2 separate regions of the Hordeum vulgare genome follow, and region 2 is linked to region 1. Evidence: chromatin contacts called from public HiChIP or PLAC-seq data. All regions are on one chromosome and are shown on one strand. The core of a region is the stretch at or near the end of the contact, and the rest is flanking DNA. Distances in the headings are between cores, read along the strand shown.

Region 1 (6,266 bases), core at 2,604-5,103:
CGCGACAGGAAACAGATAACTCCCCTTGCTGGCTACCGTATAGGAAAAGAAACTAAAAATTGTGCCGAGAGGGGGGTTCGAACCCTGGATCTCCCATCAGGCGCACGCATATGACAGAGAGGTGCTACCATCAGGCTACGAACTGGAGTCTGGCTAAGACTAGCAAGAAAAGGAGAACTACACACGCCTCACGGGAAGCACCTCGCCGGCGGCCGGACCCGAGGACGCTGGCGGCGCCACTCCCGGCCACCACCGGCGGGGAAAACCAACGGCGGGGCCCGCGAGACTCTCGGGGAACCCATTTTCGCCCTGAGCGCGGGTAAAGGACCCCGCTTGGCTTGCCGGAGCCGCGACTGTCGGAACCCTGCTCGCCTGGGATCACGTGGCATAGAAACTGACGGGCACGTCCTGCCTGCGTCGCTACGCTGCACGGCCGGCGATGCTAAGCGGCGCTGGCGGCGACGAGGGGGGGTCCCTCTGGCCACGCGCTACCAACGAGGGGAGGAGGAAGCCCCTGGTACCACTCCTACCTCTAACAGCAACAACCTAACCCTCGCACTCTGCACGTACTCTCCAACAACAGCCCCCTGACGAACACCGGCAGAGAAGACGACGACCTCGCCGCGGATCGGGACCGGACCGAGGAGGAGGAGGCACTGGGCGGCGGGTCTCACCTTGGGGAGAAGAGGGGGCGCCGGACGGGACGGAGGACGCCAGAGGCGAAGAAGAGGAGCCGCGCAGTTCGCCCGGTTCGCCGCGAAGACGGGGACGAGCTCGACGGGGGGGGGGGCGCTCCTCGGGGTCCTAGCGCCGGGAATGGGACGCGGGGAGCCGCCCCGAGCCCCTGGACATGGCGGCCTAGCCGCCCGACGACTCCCGCGGAAGAAGCCGGCAGCTCTCCCTTCGCCCTGCCCTCTCTGCTACCTATGCACTCTCTGCTACCTACAGGAAGATTACCTGGGGAGGAAAGGAAGAGATGGAGGGGGAAGAAGGAGATGGCGGCGGCGGAAGGAAACCCTATTCGAGGGGGGGCTCGGACGCCCAGTTTTATAGGGGCCCTCGGCGTCCGTGCCACGGCGCCGTCAGCTCTCCCTCTCTCTCACGAGCTGACGGAAAGAAGAAAGCGGGGGAAGGAGAAGAAACGCCGTCAGAGAGGAGGGGGCTCGCCTGGGCTCCTCGTGCTGGAAGGGAGGCCTACTGGGCCAGCACGGGAGAAGGCTTACCGGGCCAGGGAAGGAATCAGATGCACAGGAAGTTTAACCAAATAGTCAATAGAGAAAAGAATGCTTTCAGGGAAGAAAAAAAAATATTACCCAAGAAAAATACAAGGATAAAAATTAAAAGGAAAAACCTGCTAGGCACAAGAAATAATAGCCCAATAGGGAAAAATAGGAATGCAATATTTGGAGATGTTCGAAATAAATGCAAAACAGTAATTAACCTACTGTTTTGTATTTATTTGCACCACCAAAATCAAAGAATCAAATCAGAAAAATTGCACCCCTTCATAAGCAATTTTTATCTACCCACTAGACATTTTAGAAACATCTGTGAGAAAAAGGAATTTTGACAAGAATAAAATAGGAGGGGAAAAGGAGTTTGAAAGCAAGAGCTTAAAAGACTAGCACTCCTCTTGCATCACACACCATTATCACATGCTCACAAGGTAGTGCAAAACCACCACTTAATCTTAGCAAGATCACATGCACTCACAACACCACAACACTACTCCTATCAAACTCAAATGCAACATGATCATGGCATGCAATCATAAGTATGGCAAGGAATGATATGTAATTCATGCATGCAAGGGAAGTAAGCGCTAGGGAACACACATGGATTCAAAGCACGAAAGATATCCTCAAGGTTTCTGACAAGGTGGCCCCACATGGAAGGTTACAAGAAAGGAAAGTCTACACTTGGGGCATTACACTGGGGGCGTGAACGCCATCGAAGTTCTCTTTAAAATGGTGACCAAGATGTCCACATACCGCGCACCAATCGGGAAGTCGTTCATATTTGAGGATAAACCATTGTCTTTCCTTGGCTTTTACCACCGAGATTGCATTCTTTAGGGGCTTCTAGACGTTGATTTTCACCCTTACACGGTAGAAGTTGCCTTCAAAATCATGTGACCTCGGATCAGCATAGATGTACTCACCCACCTTACCAGCAAGAGATTTGATCATGGGGTAATAGCCGTCAGGTAGGTCATGAATTTGGATCTAGATAACCATCATGTCCAGATTGATCTTGGATGGCTTTGTAAACCCATCATACTCAGCTAGCACCACCGCACTCCCCTTGAAAGTCCATGGACCTTCATCCATGACGCGCTCCCAATCTCCCAGGCAAGAAAACTGGAGTGTGTATAGGTTTTCCTCGAGCGGACAGATTGCTACCTCTTGTGCCTAATCCCATGCAACTCTCATGTTGTGAAAAAACCAGTACTTGTTGTAGCTTTTCGGGGTATGAACCCTAGCTATGGCCATCCACCTTGTAGATGGCCGCACAGTCTGTTCCTCTTCAAAAATCACATCATCGACATCATCCTCCGTGATGCGTAGATTCTGCATCATCTCATCAACATACTTCACACCTGATCCCGAACCAGAGGTTGAGTTCGACATCGCTAGAAACCCTAGCCTGACGAAACAGCAGATCACCGGGTGGATAAACCCTAACAGGCCTAGGACTCACCCCAGGCGTCACCAGAAATAGTCCGACGACGAACCTAGGCGGGGGCTGGCGAGGGGACGGGTGGATCTCTACGACGGCTGAAAGTCGCCGAGAGGAAGGAGAAACCCTAACATGAGGGGACGACGACTTGGTGATATTGTTGAGAATTAGATAACTCCTAGGGAGTTTAGTGATATACTCCCTCCATTCCTAAATATATATTTTTTAGAGATTTCGTTAGGAACTACATATGAAGTAAAATGAGTGAATCTATACTCTAGAGTGTGTCTATATACATTTGTATGTATTCCGTTAGTGAAATCTTTCAAAAACTAATATTTAGGAAGGGAGGGAGAGTTCTTTTTTTGAGACAATGGAGGGAGTAGTATATTTGTATGGCGATGCTCCTCCATCAAATGGGCCTACCTCGCAGCCCTCCATTGAGCCCAAGATGCGTGGAGACCCAACCGGTCCCTAGCATCGTATCTCAGAGCATCTCCAACAGTTGCATAAAAGTTTCGCGTTAGTGTAAATTTTGAAGCGCGCAAAAGCCCACACCCCAAATATGTTGCATGATAGCGTTTTTTCGTGCGTGCCAAATTTCTTCAACAATTTTACAGCATGTTGTAGTTGTCCGACGCACAAAAAACGAATAGTTTGGCACGCAGAGCGCTTTTTAGGCTGTTGTTGGAGAAGCGCTGACCGAGCGCCGGCGTTGTCACAACTTGGGCCGTCGCCGCCACCGCATGATTACATGATGTGGTTGTCCAGCTCGCCCGCCGGGAACGGCACCGACTCATGGGGACCCCTCCGGCAGGTGCGCTGATGTGCTTCCGGGCCTCCCGCGACTGACACATGGACTCTACAATCTACATGTGGCCCGCGGCTGGATGATCGCATGGATAAAATCCAGATAACCAGGGAGAACGGAAACCATGGAGTTTCGACAGCGCAACGCTAGGGTACACGGTACACCCAACCAACCCAGGACCACCATGCCACCGGCCGTATCCCCTATCCAGCCGAAACGAGCGCGCACACCGGGTTCTTGCTTCTTATCCCGTGCAAGGTGTGACCCGATCTCCACACGTGCGTAGGTGTGACCCGATCTCCACTCCACACTCCACAGTCCACAGTCCCACTCCAATCGCCCCCGCCCGCCTATATATTGAGCTCCCAACCCTCCCTCGTCAGCCACACCCACCACCAACACCTCGATCATCTCCATGGCCATGGGAGCCTCTCCTCGCGTCCTCTGCGTCATCGTCCTCCTCGCGTCCCTTCTTACCTGGTCCGTCCTCCCCCTCGACGCATGATGTTGCAACGCAGCAGCTAATCATCTGTCTGTCTCAAACATTTTTCTTATCTGAATCTGTATCCATTCTTGATTGCGATCATGTTACATGCTTTCAGGGGCTCTTGCGATGCGGCCGGAGACGGCCGCCGGCAGCAGCTCACCATGCTGCCGCCGAGGGGGTGGAACTCGTACGACTCCTTCTCCTGGACCATCGATGAGGCCGCCTTCCTCCACAACGCGCAGATCATGGCCGACAAGCTGCTCCCGCACGGATACCAGGTCGGTTGGTTCATATACGTATAGCTCATGGTTTGGATCATCATGCGTTCCCCTCACACTCTCTCACTCTATATATATGTGTATATGCATGCGTGCAGTACGCGGTGATCGACTTCCTGTGGTACCGGAAGAACGTCAACGGGTCGGGGAAGGACTCGTACGGCTTCGACAGCGTCGACCAGTGGGGCCGCCCGTTCCCGGACCCCGAGAGGTTCCCGTCCTCCGCCGGCGGCAAGGGGTTCAAGCACATCGCCGACAGGGTCCACGCCATGGGCCTCAAGTTCGGCATCCACCTCATGAACGGGATCAGCACCCAGGCCGTCAACGCCAGCACCCCCGTCCTCGACGTCCACACCGTATACTACTCTCCTCAATCTTGGACCTTTTTTCTCTTTTCTTTTCGTTTTTAGAATGGAATAATAACCGATCTCCGTTTTCATCGTCAAAATCCACTTACTTGGCAGTTAATACGCTTAGGCCGTAAGAAAAGAAAAATCCTGTTGTGAATCTCCTCCCAGAGAGCTAGCGCATATTTGAGGACCCAGTAGACAACATAAGAGAGAACATGATTTTACTCAGGGAAAAGCATACGTGGAGGACGGCCGGCAATGGACGGCGCGCGACATAGGCATCACCCACAGGACCTGCGCGTGGATGTCCAACGGGTTCATGAGCGTGAACACCGACGTGGGGGCCGGACGAGCCTTCCTGAGGTCTCTTTACCAGCAATACGCCGATTGGGGCGTCGATTTCGGTAAGCTGCATGCCAACTCCGGGTCCAGCTCCAAAACTCCATAGCATTTTCCAGTTACTACATTATTCTGAATTTCAGGAAGAAACTGTTGCTAACATGATGCACCAAACTGTTGCCGTTTGCAGTGAAGGTAGATTGCATCTTCGGCACGGACTACAGCCCCAAGGAGATCGTGGCTGTCTCAGAGGTACGCATGCAATGTAGCCGCTACACCCATTCTGGGATCACAATCGGTGGTGAGTGGTGGCCTGTTGAAATCAGTCCATGCGTATGAACACATTGTGTTTCGTTAACTGCAGACCCTGAAAGAGCTCGAGCGGCCGGTCATCCTGTCCATCTCCCCCGGAACAGAAGCCACTCCGGCACTAGCCGAGAACATCAGCCAGCACGTTGACATGTACAGGATAACGGGGGACGACTGGGACAACTGGAAAGATGTTCGCCCGCATTTCGACGTCGCCAGGTAGGCAGTAAGCATCAGATAAGTCATACTCCCTCCGTACCTAAATATAAGTCTTTTAAGATATTTCATTAGGTGTCTACATACGAAACAAAATGAATTAATATATACTCTATATACATCTGTATGTAGTCCATTAGTGAAACCTCTAGAAAGACTTATATTTAAGAACGGAGGGAGTAGATATGATGATATGCATCTGGTAGCTGTTACTTGTAATCTCTAGTAAAAAATCAGTGAGCTTATTGTAACTTCTTCGCCTGCATATATATGATGATATCCAGATCATTCGCCGATGCGAATAAGATCGGCGCCACCGCACTGCGAGGAAGGTCTTGGCCTGACTTGGACATGCTTCCATTCGGCAGGCTTACTGATGCAGGTGATCATTCGCACCATATAAACCTTTGTGACATTGTTTTGTTGTTGTAATGCGCGGCTCAGACTAATCAATCACTGGAAAATGCTTGATCTTTCTGTCATACAGGTGTTAACCAGGGCCCTCACAGAAGCACCAACCTTACATTTGACGAACAATTAACACAGGTTTGCATTGCACTTGAAGAAACTTCATTGTCTGTTTCTCAAGCTGCAGCCCAAAGTCTTACCACATTTCTTGCAAACTGGCATGACCTTGCAGATGGTACTTTGGTCGATGGTCAAATCTCCCCTCATGTATGGAGGGGACTTGAGGCATCTCGACGATGAAACATTCAATCTGATCACCCACCCTACTCTACTGAAGATCAATCACCACACTAAAAACAACATGGAGGTAAAGTAAATTTTAATCCGAG
Region 2 (5,924 bases), core at 973-3,472, 190 kb after region 1:
AGATGTCCGAGAAGCCACATGCCTTACTTATGATGATGACCGCCTTGATCACGTCTATAGAAAAACATATTAATATCTAGAGCACTAAATTAGTCTCATAAGATTATTTATGAAATACTCCTCTCTGTAAACTTTTATAAGACCGTTGATCTTACCGCATTTTTCTGTAGAAGCAGGTCAAACTTAAACAAGTTTGACTTAAGAGAAACCTAGAACTCAATTATTTTGGAACGGAGGGAGTAGATAAGTGCATGAATACAATTCACAGAACTCCTTTGAAGGGTGTGGCCATGACTAAAGCAATGCAGGAAGACACAATACTGATTGGGGATGGGACTTCAGAACAATTACACAGCAGAGTGGCAAAGACACAGAACTGCGTACTTGTAGGAGCAGCAGAAGCAAAACAACTGAACAGCTACACCTGACGCCTTTTTGAGTGTAAGCCATGGATGAACACGATGAAACGGAAATACAGAACGCAACATGATCTTGGCTGCCACTTGATAGCAATGCCGGATCCTATACACGTCTACAAACAACTTCATCGGCGGATACATAGCTATACATGTTGTTAAACTTCATTGCCTGAACTTGGAGGAGCGAACTCTGCTATAGTTGAGTATTTTGGGGCATATTGTTATTACAAGATCTCAACAGCACAAAGGCAAAAAAGAAATTACAATGGCTGGCTCCTGCCAAAAAAATGATTTATGTCATTACTATTTTTTGCAGAAAAGAATGCCCTCCTCCCTCCGTCACATCTCCAGGTCTGAAGAAGATCAACGCTCTTATCGGGTGTTGCAAATCCTTGTGACAGCAATTACTGCAAAAGAATGGAAAACCATCACAGGTTAAAATGTTAAATGGATAGTTCTCAAAAGATAAGCCGGCAGTTCACCTAATTTAAACTGAAAGACTGGAACTTCAGGCTTAAGAACATTCTTCTACGAATGCACATTCCTAATGCAGCAAACGTTTGCAGCTGCAAACGCTCAAACTAGTGACATTGGTGTTGATGTGGACTGAATTTATCTGAATTGTAAAGAGATAACGCTCTCCAAGTTACAATGTACTCCGTATAAACAAACACTTGTTGTCGAGGTTATGCAGTGCATATGTGTACATGGACCTTTTGACTCTACTGACAACAATCTAACAAAAAATTGTGTCTCCGTTTCCCCTTTGGTTGTAGTAGTTCCAATCTGATTTGCAGGTTGGTTTCCCTCTTGTGCACAGCACACAGTACAGAAATTTCTCCTGTGAAATTCAAAAGGAGTTGACACAACTACAGATGCTGGAACCAAGTTATGTATTTTAACATTTCACCGGATAATAATGATACAGAAGAAGATGTATAGAGACGGCAGAAAAAAGAGGACCTAAGCATCAGACTTCGAGGTTAACGGAGGGCATCTCCAACTCGGAGGTGATCTCCGCGATCTGCTTGCGGACGCTCATGTCGATGAAGTTGGAGCTGTCGCGGCCGTACTGCACGGTGAATCCGGCGATGAGCTCCGGGTCGAGGCGGGTCTTGATCCGGACGTTGGCGGCGCCGGTGATGTTCTGCACGTGCGTGGCGATCTGCGCGAGGTCCTGCGACTCGAGCTGCACGACGGAGGTGACGACGGCCTCCTCGGTGCCGGTGAGCGCGTTGTAGGCGGTCTCGAACTCGCGCACGATCTGCGGCATCAGGCCCGCGCGGGTGTTGTCGATGACGACGTTGAGGAAGTTGACGGTGTGCGGCTGCAGCTCCGACGACTTGGCGATCTCGTCGATGAGCGCCGTCTTCTCCTCGCGCGGCACGGTGGGGTTGTCGAAGAACTCGGCGATGGCCTCCTCGGCGAAGATCTTCTCCAGCTTCTCCATGTCCGCGACGGTCGCGTCGAGGAGGTCGCTCTCGGCGGCCACCTCCGTGAGCGCGGTCGCGTAGTTCTCGGCCGCGGCCTCGGCGCCGGCGGCCCTGGGCCTGCCGAGGTCGCCGCGGCGGCGGCGGGGCGCGGCCAGGCGGAGGGACGGGAGCCCGCGCGCGACCGCGCAGGCGAAGGAGGCGGCGCGGGGCGCGGCGGCGGACGAGGGCGACGCGGCCGCGGCCGCGGGGCAGAGCGTGACGGAGGAGGCGAGGCGGAGGGCGGCCATGGCTCGCTCGCGCGCGCGCGTCGTGGAGCGTGGGGTGGGGAGTGGTGCGGAGCTGGCTTGGCTGCCTTTGGTAGTTTGGTCTGCTCTCTGGTGGGAAGAGGAGAGAGGGAGAGGGGTTTGGGTGGGGAATGGACGGGCGGGATCCGGTGGCTGCGAGATCGGACGGCGGAGGGGGGCCGTCGGCGTCCCGCGTGGCCGGAGATGTGTGGCCTGCGGTGGGATGAGGTGGATAAGAAATGGATGACCGTGTGCAACGATGACAGGATAGAGGCGGCACCTGGAGATCATCAGGCTTCAGACAGCGGGGTTTTCAGTCACCTGTTTATTCGAATAATTCAGATGTGTATTCATAGGTTTCGAAAAGGAAAATTCAAACAAATTGGACCATGGACTTGCCTGAAGAAATCCCGGCTTTGCGGAAATTTGCGCAAAATATAGAAGGACGAAATTCAGTCACGGGCTGAGCAAACAACACAAATAATTGTGATCTAAAATGAGAAAATTGCAGCAACGCTATCTGGTGTTGTGGATCATCGTATATTTGTTCTTCTTGGTTTATAGGAAGAACAAAGGAGGGAGCTTCTCTCTCTCAAACACACAAAAAAAGGTAGGGAGCTCCCCAGTTCCGTTACATTGAAATGAAACCACCAAGTCATTTTACATCAAAGTCTAGCAGAAACATGAAGCCCCAACAGCCTTTTCTTCCTTTCCTTTTTTTCCAGAGCGCAATCCTACACACATACTCCCTCCGTTCCTAAATATAAGTCTTTTAAGATATTTCATTAGGGGTCTACATACGGAGCAAAATGAGTGAATCTACACTCTAAAGTATGTCTATATACATCCGTATGTAGTTCACTAATGAAACCTCTTTAAAGACTTATATTTAGGAACGGAGGGAGTACATTATATGTGATTTATTTTGGTACACTATTTTTTTAAAGCAATAAAATATGTTGCACTTAAACCTGATGTGCAGCTAGTTTGCTGTTCACTTGCTAGGAATCTGTGCAGGATATAGGAGGAGGCAACTCAGTCCTGGGCTGAACAAAGCAGCACAAATAACCGTATGATCTAAAATGAGAAGATTGCGCCAGCACTATTTGGTCCTATGGATCATTATATATTTTCTGTGTTGCTTTTATAAAAGAACGGTGAAGGGGTTTCACTAAAATGAAACCACCAAGTCTTGTTTACATCACCGTCCAGAAGAAACATAAGGCCTTTTTCTTTTCTTTTTGTTCAGGTTGCAATCTCTTGGGAGATCCTACTTATGTGGGTTGTAAGCAGATGATCGTTTGAGGCCTTTTAAGCAGCTCAAAAGAGGTGCAGAAGCCCACTATCCATTAGGGTTATGACCTAGGATCATTTTGGTCTTTGCATGTGAGTGGATGGGGATGCTTTACCCTCCATCCAGCAGCCACCATCAAGGATGACAAAAATCAGTTCAACCTCCATTGGAGAAGAATAGAGAAACCAAGTGAGAAAGGGAAGACGAGAAAGATTGAAGGAAGAAGCAAAGGGAGCTCCTCCCCAAGGTTGTGATGATTCAGATCCACTATCTTGTCTCCTTCAAGGTGCGGTTCCACCATCTTTGGTGAGATTGTTCCAATCCCTAGCTCCTGAACCCCAAATCATGTTGTGTTCATTCAAGATTCAGTGATCTTGATGTATGAGATCATCGAGTGCTATCTAGAGAAGAAACTTGGTGTATCCCACATTTGATAATAGTGGAAGAGGATTTGGGTGGCTTCGGCCCATGGTTTTCCCCCTCAAGCTGAGGGGTTTTCTACGTAAAAATCCGGTGTCTCTTTTTTTGATGTTTGTTGCTGTCCAGAAAGTCACTCCTGCCACAAGACAATTGTCCGAGGAGCGTCTTGTGTGATGAGTAACATTTTTCCTCCATATATGCTGCCACATATGTTTCCTTCTATGCTAAGCAACGATCCTTGAGTTAGTACATGATGTGATGTACAGATTATTTTGTTTCTGACGCAGTTTTCGGTTAACCACAAGTGCATTTGTGTGTTAATTCCCAACAAAGTGGCATCGGAGCCTTGCCTGCTTAGAAGGTTGCTAATCTCAGTTGCTTGATTGTTGTTGGAAGTGCTGCTCACAAGGGTTGAAGCATTGGTGAATGATATGTATGTGGTTAACCTATCTCCCTCAGTTCCTCTTGCAGGTGATATTCCTCGAAGAGTTTGGTCAAGGAAGGAGGTATCATACAAGCACCTGAAGGTCTTTGGTTGCAGGGCATTTGTACATGTCCCAAGGGACGAAAGATCCAAGCTTGATAGCAAGACAAAGCAGTGCATCTACCTCAGCCAACCGAGTGAAGACTTCGGCTACAGGTTGTGGGATCCAGCCAACAGAAAAATTGTGACAAGCTGGGATTTGATGTTCATTGAGGATGAGACAATAAAAGATATCGGCAAACCAGAGAACACTACAGGAATTAGCTTCTTTGCCGTCTGCCATCACAGACGGCAAAGAAAACTCCTGTCGGCAAAAATTCTGCGTCAGCCTACGACGGCATTGTAGCTTCTTTGCCGTCAGCCTCAACGAAGCGGACGGCAAAGAGCTTTGCCGTCAGCTTTTCATAAGAGCAGTCGGCAAAGATGTCGAGACGGCAGCCGACATGCGTTGCCTCCGTTAGGGGCTAACGGAGGCTTTGCTGTCTGCCTCACCCTCTTCTTTGCCGTCTGCCTCCACCTCCTCCCCCCTCCACTCTTTCCCGTCTGCCTCCACCTCCACTCTTGGCCGTCTGCCTCCACCTCCTCCCCACCTCCACTCTTTGTCGTCTGCCTACCCTGTTGGAATTATGCCCTAGAGGCAATAATAAATATAGTTATTATTATAATTCCTGTATCAAGATAATCGTTTATTATCCATGCTATAATTGTATTGAATGAAGACTCATTTACATGTGTGGATACATAGACAAAACACCGTCCCTAGCAAGCCTCTAGTTGGCTAGCCAGTTGATCAAAGATAGTCAGTGTCTTCTGAATATGAACAAGGTGTTGTTGCTTGATAACTGGATCACGTCATTAGGAGAATCACGTGATGGACTAGACCCAAACTAATAGACGTAGCATGTTGATCGTGTCATTTTGTTGCTACTGTTTTCTGCGTGTCAAGTATTTATTCCTATGACCATGAGATCATATAACTCACTGACACCGGAGGAATGCTTTGTGTGTATCAAACGTCGCAACGTAACTGGGTGACTATAAAGATGCTCTACAGGTATCTCCGAAGGTGTTAGTTGAGTTAGTATGGATCGAGACTGGGATTTGTCACTCCGTCTGACGGAGAGGTATCTCGGGGCCCACTCGGTAATACAACATCACACACAAGCCTTGCAAGCAATGTAACTTAGTGTAAGTTGCGGGATCTTGTATTACGGAACGAGTAAAGAGACTTGCCGATAAAAGAGATTGAAATAGGTATACGGATACCGACGATCGAATCTCGGGCAAGTAACATACCGAAGGACAAAGGGAATGACATACGGGATTATATGAATCCTTGGCACTGAGGTTCAAACGATAAGATCTTCGTAGAATATGTAGGATCCAATATGGGCATCCAGGTCCCGCTATTGGATATTGACCGAGGAGTCTCTCGGGTCATGTCTACATAGTTCTCGAACCCGCAGGGTCTGCACACTTAAGGTTCGACGTTGTTTTATGCGTATTTGAGTTATATGGTTGGTTACCGAATGTTGTTCGGAGTCCTGGATGAGATCACGGGCATCACGAGGGTTTCCGGAATGGTCCGGA

What was found. HiChIP or PLAC-seq counts read pairs in DNA pulled down with a chosen protein or histone mark.
Region 2: an H3K4me3 HiChIP or PLAC-seq map of embryo shows a contact between it and region 1, with 4 times the contacts expected there. The contact joins the promoter of LOC123402736 here to the promoter of LOC123403741 in region 1. A contact is called at or near these places in 1 of 6 Hi-C or Micro-C datasets (seedling) and 1 of 1 datasets of contacts at active chromatin or transcription factors (embryo).

Annotation. Positions count from the first base shown.
Region 1 is chr6H:502,100,761-502,107,026 of MorexV3_pseudomolecules_assembly, forward strand. LOC123403741 (alpha-galactosidase mel1-like) reads left to right here and starts at 3,854. Exons shown (of 14, transcript XM_045097654.1): 1 at 3,854-3,970; 2 at 4,093-4,255; 3 at 4,354-4,611; 4 at 4,835-5,009; 5 at 5,135-5,196; 6 at 5,309-5,472; 7 at 5,754-5,851; 8 at 5,957-6,015; 9 at 6,110-6,244. The coding sequence starts at 3,906.
Region 2 is chr6H:502,290,154-502,296,077 of MorexV3_pseudomolecules_assembly, forward strand. It overlaps LOC123402736 (ATP synthase delta chain, chloroplastic-like), which reads right to left and starts at 2,223. Exons shown (of 2, transcript XM_045096688.1): 1 at 1,383-2,223; 2 at 566-826. The coding sequence starts at 2,139. The coding sequence ends at 1,390.